2 separate regions of the Mus musculus genome follow, and region 1 is linked to region 2. A link is a contact called in public promoter capture Hi-C data. All regions are on one chromosome and are shown on one strand. The core of a region is the stretch at or near the end of the contact, and the rest is flanking DNA. Distances in the headings are between cores, read along the strand shown.

Evidence for each region. Promoter capture Hi-C pulls out the DNA fragments that hold promoters and counts their contacts.
Region 1: a contact with region 2 is called in a promoter capture Hi-C map of cranial neural crest. The contact joins the promoter of Rnf217 here to the promoter of Hint3 in region 2. A contact is called at or near these places in 1 of 39 promoter capture datasets (cranial neural crest) and 1 of 115 datasets of contacts at active chromatin or transcription factors (pancreatic cancer cells).

Annotation. Positions count from the first base shown.
Region 1 is chr10:31,608,219-31,611,073 of GRCm38.p6, reverse strand. It overlaps Rnf217 (ring finger protein 217), which reads left to right and starts at 1,349. Exons shown (of 6, transcript NM_001146349.1): 1 at 1,349-2,690. The coding sequence starts at 1,890.
Region 2 is chr10:30,616,752-30,619,784 of GRCm38.p6, reverse strand. It overlaps Hint3 (histidine triad nucleotide binding protein 3), which reads left to right and starts at 1,419. Exons shown (of 5, transcript NM_025798.3): 1 at 1,419-1,582. The coding sequence starts at 1,433.

The sequences.
Region 1 (2,855 bases), core at 100-2,599, 990 kb before region 2:
GGACCTGTGAGTCCCAGACCTCATGCTAGAGGTGCCAGGCCCAGGAGTCAGGCACGAGAGGATTTACCTAGAGGAAGATGACATGTTGCTCAGAAATGCTAGCAGCATGTAGCAGGAAGAAGTCCTGGTAAGGAAAGAAAGGGCAATCCTTGAACAGGGAGATGGAGTCTTCTGGAGTCCCAGCAACATCCGTCCACTTACCTGTCTGGGCTTTCCAGCGGGTTGTGTTTCTGAGGTGGATACTGAGGATTGAGTGAGTGAGCTATCTCTCCAGGCTGCCTGAGTACCATTTAATCATCAAAAAATAGTTATTCTTCATTCTTGGGTCAGACTACTGAGTGCCAGGGCATCTGGCGGCAAGTCACCATGCTCTGGTGTACCTGAGCTTCAACCGCACCTGATTGAAACCCATGACCTTTGGGTCTCTGCTTGGTCAATACTGAATTCTTAGTTCCCTTGTAGCCTTTGCATTTGCCTTGGAAAATATTTTAGAACAAATCAATAACAACTTCAAGGTTAAAAAATAATCTACACATTTAACAGATTTTTCCTTTGACATGAATGTGTAAATTGAATTCCCTCCCTATTTTAAAAAAATAAAAATGGTTGGCTTCCCAAAAATGTTTTCATTGGCTTTAGAAAACTAAATCACACCAGTGTTTGGGTGACTAATACTTCCTGTAAAATAAAGATAGATCAACACATAATTAAGTTCTGGCTGAGATATAATTGTTGCCTTGGAAACAGTTTTGGGTATGAATATGGTTATGTTAATAAGTTTCCCTGATTCCTAATGATGATCCAGCTGATTAATCAGGCCAGGCTACCCACTTAAAGGGGTTCAGAAACAAAACAAAAACCAAACAAACAAACAAACAAAACCCCAAGAGCCCACAAAAATAATTCGCGAGAGAACACTGAGCAGAGGAAAAGCAGTAAATGTCAGATTAGTTATTCCTTAGTGCTTGTAAATATTATAGTTGGAGGAGCAGACGACAAGTGCTTTTGGGTTATTTATGGTTTTCGAAGATCCTTCCTATCGCACCAGGTAGAATGCACACCATCGCCTCTACTTCTCGAGCGTGACATCCCAGTGTGTTCTCCGTCCAGAGCCCAGGGTCCAGCAGTTTTTGTCGGAAGTTCTACTTAAAGCAGAGCACTAAGGGGCGCCTGCAAGCGCTTAAGCATTTGGCTGGGGCCGAGTGGGAATTCTTAGGGGTGAGAGCACAGCTCAGCTTAGATCACCCTCACTCCTGTGTGCGTGCGACTGTGTGCGTGGGCGCCCGCGCGCGTATGTGTGTACGTGTGGGGAGGTGTGTGCCAAAGGGGTGGGGTGAGGGGAGGGAGCAGGGCCCTAGGTGCTGCACGAGGAGAGGGAGGTCTCCCGCTTCTCCTCCAGGGACACCAGCCACTGCTTGCGGACTCGGCCACCTCTCGGTGACGCCACAGGCCCGGCGACCCTCGGGATCGCCGGCTGCGCGCCCCGCCGCGGAGGCAGGGATGGCGCGGGGCTGACCGTCTCCTCCCGCCTCCCGGGAACTCTTCCGCCCCACCCGGGACTCGCGGGTCCGCGGCAGCGCCGCGACGTGCATGCGGGCCGGGCCCCCTCAGCCTGAGGCCCTCGGAGTCCTCGAGGCGGTGCCCGGCCGCGCCGGACGAGGAGGAAGACGACGACTACGAGGTGGAGGAGGAGGAGCCGGCTGCCCGCACGCTGCGGCCCGGGAGCCCGGGCTCCCCGGAGGGCGCTTGGGGCGTCCCGGCCCCGGAGGAGGGATCCGGAAGCAGAAGGGCCGCCGCGAGTGGAGCGGAGCCGCTTGCCCGCGCTGCCCGGCGCCGGCTGGGGGTCCGGGCGGCTGGATGGGCGGCGGCGGCGCAGGCCGCGGGCGGCGATGGGCGAGGAGCAGAGCACGGTGAGCGGCAGCGGCGGGGCGCGGGCCTCTGGCGGAGGCTCGGCGGGCCAGCCCGAGTCCCCCAGGCCGCGAGGGGACCGCGTCCGGACAGCCGGGCCGCGCGCTGCAGCCTCCTCTTCACGGCCGAACGGCGGCGGCGGCGGCAGAGACCCGGGCTGCGTGGACGCGAGTGTCCAGGAGCCTGCGAGCAACCGGGCCCCGGCAGGGCAGCCCGCGCGACTGCCACTCAGCGGGCCCCTGGACCCCCAGAGTCTGGAACTGCAGCTGGAGCGCGAGGCGGAGGGAGCGGGGCCACGGGAGGCGCCCCCCGGCCAGCAGCCCCCCGACGGGCTGCTCCTGGACGTGCTGGCCCAGCGACACCCGCCCCCCGCCAAGCCGCAAGTCCTCTGCTCCGTGTACTGCGTGGAGAGCGACTTGCCCGAGGCCCCCTCCGCCGAGTCCCCGTCGCCGTCGGAGTCCCCACCTCAAGCACCGCTGGGGCCGATTCCCGCCAGCCCGCCGCCCTCCTTCCCCAGCTCCCCGCTGTCGCTCCCGGCTGACCCCCTTTCCCCCGACGGCGGCAGCATCGAGCTGGAGTTCTACCTGGCTCCGGAGCCCTTCTCCGTGCCTGGCCTATTAGGGGCTCCACCCTACTCTGGCCTGGGGGGAGTAGGGGACCCCTATGCGCCCCTCATGGTGCTGATGTGCCGGGTGTGCCTGGAAGACAAACCCATCAAGCCCCTGCCCTGCTGCAAGAAGGCGGTGTGCGAGGAGTGCCTCAAAATCTACCTGAGCTCTCAGGTAACTCTCCACTACTCTCTGCCCACCCTCAGCCCTGATCGCCATGGCAAGGCATTAAACTTCCTAGCAAGGACAGAGGTGACCGGTCCCCTTATCCAGGGTCTCCAGCAATTGCTGGCGTTCTAGTTGTTATTGAATGTATTTTACTCACACTGGTTTATTGGC
Region 2 (3,033 bases), core at 170-2,669:
CTATGGGAACATTTCCACTATGATAGCACCAAGAATAAAGGATGAAACTCCTGTCCTTACCAAAGCCAAAGTCAACTCAAAAGCTTTCAATATCAAACAAGCAGTTATGAAAGGCATCTACAGATCACCCCCCCCCCCACCATGGCCCAAGAGGCAGCCCAAGTACTCAAGTACCTACATGGATAAAGACATACAGCTACTGTGTGTGTGCATGCATACACACACCATAAAAAAGCAGCGTGATATGAAAGTGTAAGAACAGACATGGAACATGATAATATTTAAATGTGTCAAAGTCAAATTTTCTGCTTCTGAGTCCTGCCTCAAACTTGTGATGATCTGAGAAGCTATTGTCATGATTGCACACCATATGGTTAACTACAAAGGGAATTAAATGCAACGTGAATGTGCATGTACTCTTACTTAACTTACGTTACTGTTTCAGATTACAAGATAATTCACTTAAAATCACTACTGAGTTTAAAGTCACACTAAGTGTTATTATGGGTTCTAGAACTAGACATTTATTTGAATTTTATCATTTGGGTAAGTGGTAAGAAAATAAGTCTGAATCTGTCTCTTTCTGTAGACCTGTAATAAAATAATCAACCTTGGGAGTTTTCACAATTAGAGAAACAGAGTATTTGGTGCTCAGCAAATGCCATGTATTGTAAAAAGGTGAGATCACATCATACTTAAGAACTGATACTTTTCCGCGCATGATTGTTCCCAAAGGGTTTCTCTCCCTCTCTTTCCTAAATAGCCGGGAATACAAGAGAAAATTGTTACAATGAATCAGGTGACCTGGCAGGGAATTTCTCAATTACTACCTTTTCTCTCCATATGACATATGTGTGATAGGAGACCCTTTCGATTTACATTGTACTATAAACAAAAGCAAACATGTAGAGACCAATTTGGCCGGGTTTGTTTGTTTGGTTTGGTTTCAGATCCTAAAATTACTGTGGCTGAACAAGTAAGTACACAGGAAACTCGGAAATTTCACTTTGCCAAACAAGGCTCTCTATACGTTTGACTCATCCTCTCATACCCTTAAAAGAATCGAATTTCTATACTCTTTTTCTTTTGTAACGGGAGTGTAATACACTATAGGGACGTGAAAGCAATATCCTTTACACTTTAGATGAATGTTACCAACCCCTGGATAGGTCTTCCCGTCAGAAAACGCCTTTGAGCAGTGGGCTCCTGCGGCTGCGCTGCTTTCGTCATCACGGAGCGCCGGGCTTGCCCTCTGATCGTCGCCCTTTTAGAGGCCGAGCTATCTGGTGTGTCCCATACCCAGAGTCTGGCCCTGCGCGTGCGCAGACTCCGTGTCACTAGGCGGGCCACCCTAGGGCGGCGATTCCAGGTGCATCCGCCCGAGGCGGGCCTTGCGCACCTCAGCTGATCCTGACGTCGCCTTTCGGCCGCCATGGCTGAGAAGCAAGCGGGCTTGGTCGGAGAGCCGGATCCCGAGGGGTCCTCGCCTGGGACCTCGGAGTCCTGGAACTATGACAGCAACTGCGTGTTCTGCCGCGTGGCGGCGGGTCAGGAACCCAAAACTGAACTCTTTCACTGTGAGGTGGGCGGCGACAGGCCGGGTGGGTGGGGACCAGGCATCCAATCCCTGCTCGCAGGCTTCTGTCTCTGCAGACGAACTAAACAGTGACTGACTTCTGTCAGGGACCCAGAGGTCTCCAGTGTTGCCTTTGCTGTTCAGTAGGGAGAGATAGCAGTGATAGAGCCCAGCATTCTCGCCTCCCTCGCATGCATTTGCAACACAGCAGCATCCTGTGTCTTTACTTTTATTTTAGGGAGTCTTCCTCTTCTCTAGATAGTAATTTTAAAATTATGTATTCTTCCAGTATCGTTAGAGAGCGTACAACTTGCTGAAAACAGGTCTTGGACGTGGTGAAGAAGTGTGAATTTGACTGAAATGGGCTGGAATGGGGTTTCAGGACTGGGTCTGAAGTCGAACTGATACTTACAGTTAATAGCTTGTAAGAATCTTCCTTATCTACCGTGAGAGCCTCATGAACTACTCCCCTTTTCGTTACAAGATCTCGACAGGGTTCAAACCTGTGCAGATCAAGTGTAGTTAATCATACTTGCTGCGAGATCGGGAGAGCAACAGTCATGTCATGCCTGGAAATTCCAGAAAACTCTCCCTTTCCCCTGGGTCTAACATTTTTACATCTCATCATCCTTCATAAAGAGTTAATCTTTTGAGAGAGATTTATCATCTTGCATTTAAAATTCTTATTACACATATATTCATTGTAAACACAGGAAATGATTGCACTTATATAAGTTGTTGATATATAATTATACAAATAAGAGCAGAGGAAATTATTTGTTTTGGTATAATCAGGGTTGCCAGCATCATGAAGAATTTGTTTGAGGAATCTTTCCAACAAAAGTCAGAGATGATTCTTTGCCTCACAGATCTCTGTATGGTTTTCTTACTGTATTTTTAGAATTCATTTAAGCAAAGGGCATATCACATATTCTTAGCAGGGGGCTTACCAGTACCAAGGGCAGTGTCTTACTCTTTGTGTATGAGTCTCATGGCATTGATACGAATTATTTTTAAGGGGCTCTTAGAAATAGCTGAGTGGTAGTGGTACATGCCTTTAATTCCAGCACTCAGAAAGGCAGAGGCAGAAAGATCTCTCTGTTGGAGGCCAACCTGGTCAATGCAGTGAATTCAAGGACAGCTAAGGCTATGCAGAGAAATCCCTTGAAAAACAAAACAAAAACAAACAAACAAACAAACCAAACAAAAACAGAAAGAAAGAAAGAAAGAAAGCTAGCTAGCTCTTAGAATCGAAAAATGAAACAATGTTTGAGAACCCACAGAAGTGTTGCTATGCCTGAATTCATACTTAGCAATATTAGCTGATTTAATTGCTCTTTTGCTAATTAAAATTGTTAACACCTTAGATACCATGGCTTTAAGATGCTCTTTCAAATGGACTTGCTTGTTTTAGATATAAGGGGACAGTTACTGGGAAGAAATTATTGTAGCTATAT